2 separate regions of the Hordeum vulgare genome follow, and region 1 is linked to region 2. Evidence: chromatin contacts called from public Hi-C data. All regions are on one chromosome and are shown on one strand. Each heading gives the region's core, a stretch centred on a gene start, on an enhancer-like site or on the middle of the called end of the contact. The rest is flanking DNA. Distances are from core to core; before and after follow the strand shown.

Evidence for each region. A called contact is a pair of places that touch in the nucleus more often than the background predicts.
Region 1: a Hi-C map of leaf shows a contact between it and region 2, with 7 times the contacts expected there. The contact joins two enhancer-like sites. A contact is called at or near these places in 3 of 6 Hi-C or Micro-C datasets (leaf and seedling).

Annotation. Positions count from the first base shown.
Region 1 is chr4H:82,427,892-82,431,087 of MorexV3_pseudomolecules_assembly, reverse strand. No RefSeq gene overlaps it. Among protein-coding and RNA genes, the nearest start is that of LOC123447947, 300 kb to the left of the region's middle. Within about 2 kb of position 1,362, at least 2 of the 3 cell types and tissues checked have open chromatin away from gene starts, as enhancers often do. A contact at or near this core is called in leaf, where this site is marked.
Region 2 is chr4H:82,107,928-82,111,289 of MorexV3_pseudomolecules_assembly, reverse strand. No RefSeq gene overlaps it. Among protein-coding and RNA genes, the nearest start is that of LOC123450298, 37 kb to the right of the region's middle. Within about 2 kb of position 1,494, at least 3 of the 3 cell types and tissues checked have open chromatin away from gene starts, as enhancers often do. A contact at or near this core is called in leaf, where this site is marked.

The sequences.
Region 1 (3,196 bases), core at 113-2,612, 320 kb before region 2:
CACGTAGGCATGCATTAATTTGGCAGCTTCAATTGATTTTGTAGGCTAAATTGCTGCCAGCCTCTCCTTGATTTTCCGATCATCATCTACATATGGTGTACTCCTGATAGTTTAGGTACCCACTAAGCTGTTGGTACGTTCACAAAGGCACAAAGATATTTTATTATATGGAGCGAGTCCTGCCCGAAAGAATGATACCTATGCTACGGTATTATTAGATATACAGTATGAGCATCAGAAATATCCTCTAAGATATTATGTTTAGTGGTGTTATGCCAAGATCTTGTTTTCTGTAGAAGTTGTCCGCCGACAAGTGATCGATGGCCATCCAAACTGGTGGCTCCCCATCGCCGGCGGGCTGAAGCATAGACCGCATCGGAACGTGCCACTCCTTAAAAGAAAAGCACTAGTCCGTTTACGTTCAGCTAGCAATGTAGGGCATCGATCCAGCTGAATGCACTTATATGCATCTGGCACTGGCCACCACCTACGTACACACACTCTCAGCCATCTCCTTTTCTTTCTTTTGCGGGGGGCTGGCCGCCATCTTTTCAGTCACCCGATACCGCTATCCATCCTGTCGACCGTGACGTGGTAATCGACTGTGATCAACTTTAATCGGCTGGCTGTCGACCCTTTGACGAAAGGGTTGATTGTATATATCTACCACCCGATGCCATTAGCAGGTCGATCAGGGCATCAAATCGGGATTCCACATGGAATGCATATGCATGCATTGCGAGTTACCGGCCCTGTGACGAACACGTAGCTCCAGGTCGTCCCGTGGACGACGCGAATCGTGCAGATGGACGTAAAGGAAGAGGTAGCGAGACCGGTCGAGTGAGCAGCACATTGAACCGCTGGTCATCCACACATGCACACATGGATAGATAGATAGGCTTTTTGTCCAAAGCTTTAAAGGAGAGCAGGTGGTATATATGGCCATCTCGAAAAAGGGCAGAACAGGTGTGCGGCTGCTGCCCGTCGGCGAAAAAGATGACGACGCATCGCCCATGCATGTGGGAGCTAGCTAGCTAGCCAGCCGTCGATCGATCGATCGATCAATCGATCCGTGCTTGGTCAGCAACACGCTGAAAGTTTGGCTTTCTGTCGCTGGCGCTGTATCTGTATGTACGTGAAACGTGAGCACCCATTGACCCATGTGTTTAAGGCTTTAAGCCAGCGTGAGATTAGTGCATGACAAACACTGGGAAAATATGGATCATGCATGTGCTTGCCCACCGTGGATGGAGATGGATCCATGTAGGGACGCTTAGGATGGGCCCTACCATCATCTACGCCGTCAAAAAGTAGCTGTTCGCGGGCCCATTTGTCAGCGGTGCTGATTTCTTTCCAGCAGGCCAATCGCCGAACGGATGGTGGGCTGGATCCCGGCGGCGGCACGTGTAATGGTAGTGCCGGGGCTGCCGTAGTTGGGCCGGCTAAATGCTGCGGGTCCACACATTAGCGTATTTTAAAAAGAAAAATTAAACCACCTACCTTTGTATCAATCAATACATGCAGCCATTTTTATTAATTATTTTACAAAGGTCTAGCAAAAACATAAAAGGGTGCTTGGATCCAAAAGACTAAAACTAGTCTGACTAAAGTTAGTCTCTTTAAGAGGCTAAGAGAGTGCTTGGATCCAAGGGACTAAAACTAGTCTCTTTAAGAGGCTAAAGTTCCAAGCACCCCTGACTAAAGAAAGACTAAAACTAGTCTTGAGGCTAAAATCTTTTACTCAGGGTATGCCTACTAAAATGTGCATTAGTCCTCTCTCTCCTTATTTAACTCCTCAGACAAGTTCTGGATTGAAGGGTTTGGAGGATAATAAATGCTCATTAACTTGATTTTAGTCTCTTTAGTACTTTCTCCGTTTCAGTTTATAAGGCTTGCACGTGTATCTAGGTCGTCAATTTAATCAACTTAATAAAAAAACATATATTACAAAAAATATATCATTAGAAACTTTAGATGTTCTATTTTTTAATGATATAATTTTTGTGTTAAACAATATATTTTATATAAGTCAAACTGATGACCTAGATACACATGCACGCCTTATAAACTGTGATGGAGGGAGTATTTGGATCCAAGCATGGGTGAGGCTAGCAAGTTTTAGTCTCACTACTTTTAGTCATGAGACTAAAACGTATCCAAGCACCCTCTAAAGTTCCAAGCACCCCTGACTAAAGAGATGCTAAAACTAGTTTTGAGTCTAAAATCTTTTAGTGAGGGGTACCCCTACTAAAATGTCCATTAGTCCTCTCTCTCCTCATTTAACTCCTCAATCAAGTTCTGGATTGGAGGGTTTGGAGGATAATAAATGCTCATTAACTTGATTTTAGTCTCTTTAGTATTTGGATTCGAGCGTGGGTGAGGCTAGCAAGTTTTAGTCTCATTACTTTTAGTCATGGGACTAAAACGTATCCAAGCACCCTCTAAATCAAACCATTTGAAAGGCATCACTCACACCTACAAACTCTATAATGTGGAATGCTCTCACTCCCTATATCTAAAATCGGTGTTGTCGTTAATCCATCCACATAACGTATCGGGACCAACAACCGGTGCAACATACCTAAAGTGCACACCACATGCACACATTAGAAGCCGCCATCATCATCGATCCACTGACCCATCTTCAGGAGAGAGATCCGCATCATCCTTGCCGGTCCGAACATCCGTCGACGCCACCACGACGCCTAACGACGCCACCTCCCTGCGCTCATCCATCTAGACGCGAAGATTCTGGAAGAACAATTGTGCGTAGCACATGTCAACCAGCATGACTTAGCATAGCACCTGTCGGGCAGGCATGACTTCACAGCTCCATCAAAGCTCAGTGCAAGACGAAGCCGCTCCACCTCCTGTCTTTGTCATCCAGCGCTGCTCCACAAGCGATGCTTCCAAGAGAGAAACGGCACCACAGTACCGCCATCGTCCGATCTGAAAGATCAAATCTTAGGATTTCCCCCGAAGCAGTGCACACCAACAACAACTATCAAGGACCCACATAGTACCCACCAGCACTCAACTCTGAAGGCGACGCCTTCAGGAAGTTCACGGCGTCAAGGACGCCGCTGCCGCCCATCAGAGTTAGGTTTTCACCCGATAGGCAGGGAGGTGAGAACTGGAGGAGCAGACATGACAACAGGCAATGACGATGTTGTATTTGTCCAACCGTGGGAAAGCA
Region 2 (3,362 bases), core at 245-2,744:
GGATAAATTGGCGGGAAATGGAGCCTGGAATATAGCTCACATGCAAAAAAAATCTCATGCACCTATTGGCCTAGCCAACACCAATTAGTCCTTATTGACCTAAGCCAAGGCTGATAGCGACTTATTGGCCTAGCCAAGGCCGACATGAGCTTATTGGCTTCGCCAAGGCCAATAAGGTCCTGGAAGCCAGGCTCACACGCCTATCGGCCTAACCAAGGCCGATTGGGACTTATTGGTCTTGGCTAGGCCGATAGGTTCCAATCGGCCACGCCTAAGCCGAGGCCGTATTAGTTTTGAAAAATCTGAATTTTGTGCAATATTTTTTAAAATAATAAAAAATGCAATATTTAAAAAAACATTTAGTGAGCCCATAATATTTAATTAATAATAATATATGTTAGCAAGGGTTACATGAAAAAAATCTTTAAAAGGTTTGTCAAGTACTCCCTCCGTAAACTAATATAATAACGTTTAGACCACAAAAGTAATAATCTAAATATTTTTCTATTAGTTTATAGAAAGAGTACTTTTCTTGGAGGGAGGTTGTGCGTACTTGCAGTAGGAAGCTTCTATTTCCCAACTCACATGATCGCAAGCCAGGTAACATACACCGAGTGGCGGATCCACCATCGGGGCGGCTGTGCACTGGCTCTCCGACGATGGAGAAGGGTATCTCCCGTGCCTAGCGGCCTTCGACGCAGCACAATGAAGCTCCATCATCATCCAGCGCCCTGGCGAACCTCAATTTCAGGGTACGCCACTGCATACAACCACGCTCGCTTCAGCTGTGACTTTGGGGGCAGCCCGGGGGCAGGGTGCCCCTTGTTATTTTTCCTTTTTTTTGTTTTCTTGCTTCATTAAAAATGTTTCAGGATTTCGTATAAAATTGAATTTGAAAATCTTCATGAATTAAATAAAAATCTCATGAATTCATAATCTGTTCATGAGTTAAAAAAATGTTCTTGGCTTTAGAAAATGTACCCAAATTTGAAAAAGATGTTCCGTAAATTGAAAAAGTGTTCACAGGATTTAAAAAAATTGTGCCTGAATTCAAAAAAGTTCAAACTTTCAAATTTGAATTGGATGAATAAGTTTGTTGAAATTCATGAACATCTTTTAAGAAATGATGAAGATTGTTGTTTTTATGAATATATTAATGCATGTTAAACAAATTTGGAGAGCACATGCTGAATTCGATGAGCATTTTTTAAAATTTAAGGAACAAACAATATTCAGGATTCAAATAAATGTTTGTGGATTGAGAATAAAAAAAAGAATAGAAATGAAAAATTAAAAGAAAAAACAAAGGTATATATACAGTCCGACAAAGTTCTAGTGCCTTTCCAAAAGCGAAAGCTTAATCCATATTGTTGGGCTGGCCCAAAATGTTTGGGGCATCTCGTTGAATCGGCGCGAACAGGATGGCGGGCCGGCTGCCACGATCTCTCAGGACAGAAGAGCCATGCCTAGGCCGACAGCGACTAACCCCATCATCCTCCTGTCTTGTGCAGCCGTGAGATCTGGGCCTCGCCTGCGTCGAGGCCAACTGCAAGAATGGCCCAGGACAACGCCAACTAGGTCATCAACATTCGATCCCTTTTCTCCACCAAACCTGCACCACAACATCAGTCGCCGTCCGCGCGGCGAGGCCGGAGCTCAGCCCACTATGCCGCAACCCTGCTCGTCATCCTTTGCGCCTCGGAATTCCGGCCTCCACAGCACGGGTGCGATGGGATCCACCACTCCAGCGAACATGATCCACCTATCAGGTCTGCCCGCCGGCTGAGCGCTGCCACTCCGGATCCCCTGTCGTACTGGGCTATCGCTGGTCAGCAAGAGGGTTGCGGCCCCGTCCTTCTGTGCATCTTCTTCGTGCTCTACCGCCGCAGCAACCTCCCGTCACCAGTGTGATGTCCGGGTGGCCGTGAGTTCTCTGCCTCTCCGCGCAGTATCCAACACGGCCGAGCGCCGTTGCCGGCTAGCGATTGGGCACCTTCCCCGTGCTTCCTAGCTTCTACTACCTTCTAGCGTCGTTCCCATCTTCCCGTTCCTCTGTCTTGACATGGCCATTAGCGCTTGCCTTCCAACACGGGCAAATAATTATGAGCTTTCTATACACGAGTGAAGCGCCTGCAGGTGTGTGTTTGGAAATTTTGCCTACACGTGTGTTGTACTTGCACATATCGTCATGTGTTTTACCACCTCAATTTCTCTTCCTGGTTGATTTCTTACTGAAGCATTCCAGTAAAAAAAAATGTATTTCGTACCAAAGCTACTCTTGCGGCTTGTGATCTGAAGATCAAAGAGAAATTATTTTGTTCAATGTTAGTACTTGAGTTGTGCTGCAGTTCTGCCCAAGATGTGTCTGTTTTTATGCCTAAGAGGAGATATGTGTTTTCTAGAATAAACTCATATGCATTCCCTACGTTGATTGCTCCTAAATTGTATGACACATTTGCAGGTTTGCCAGTTTGCTTTGTTAAATGGGTATACAATTTTGGTAGAAGCTCTTTTCTAATTATGTTCTCTAATTTGAGTTTTTAATTAGTGTGGTAGATTATTTCTGTAGCTGCATTTTAGATACAAACAAGAGTTTGTTAAGAGACAAAATTATAGCACATGGTTCAAGTCTAAAAGTTTTGAAATAAGTCCCAAAACTTTCTAATGAGATACTACTAGCATATTGTTCTTTTTACTAGATAATGGTGCAGGCAAATATTAGGCTATTGCTGTTAAATAGTGTATTCAATGGCTCAATTCATGAATCTACGGTCTTCCATCTTTAACGCTTGCATCTTCAAATTTATACACACAACTGGCCGAAGCCCCTGAACGTGGTAGGTTACTTTTACATCTTAATTTTTTATATTATGGATGCTCTTCTAACTATGCAAATTATATTTGTTGTTCTTTGTCCTGAGTTGAGGCAGACAACAAGGTCTGAGGTTAAAAATAATCATCATTTTAATGGGAAGAAAAAGTTTATGTTTTCAATTATTTGATTATACAAAGGTTAAAATTTCTTAATGAGATGTTCTCGCATATTTGGGTCACTAATTTGAAAGCAGACCAAAAAAATGGTCCATCGTAGGACCACCACATGGGTACCATATTGAAATAGAGGAGGGAAATGATGATACTGAATTTTGCTTATGTGTCATTTCCGCGTTGGACTACAAGCGTGTGGTAAACAATTTCCATGTTGCAACACACGGACACATTTCCTAATAATTCTAAAAAAATGAAACCATCAATATCAAATTATTAAACTTGAACAATGATAGGTTGTTTCTACCACAATAAACCTGACCATCCGAGCCACGCTCAGTTGGCTGGTCCATATTTGTTGACCAAGGCAGGGA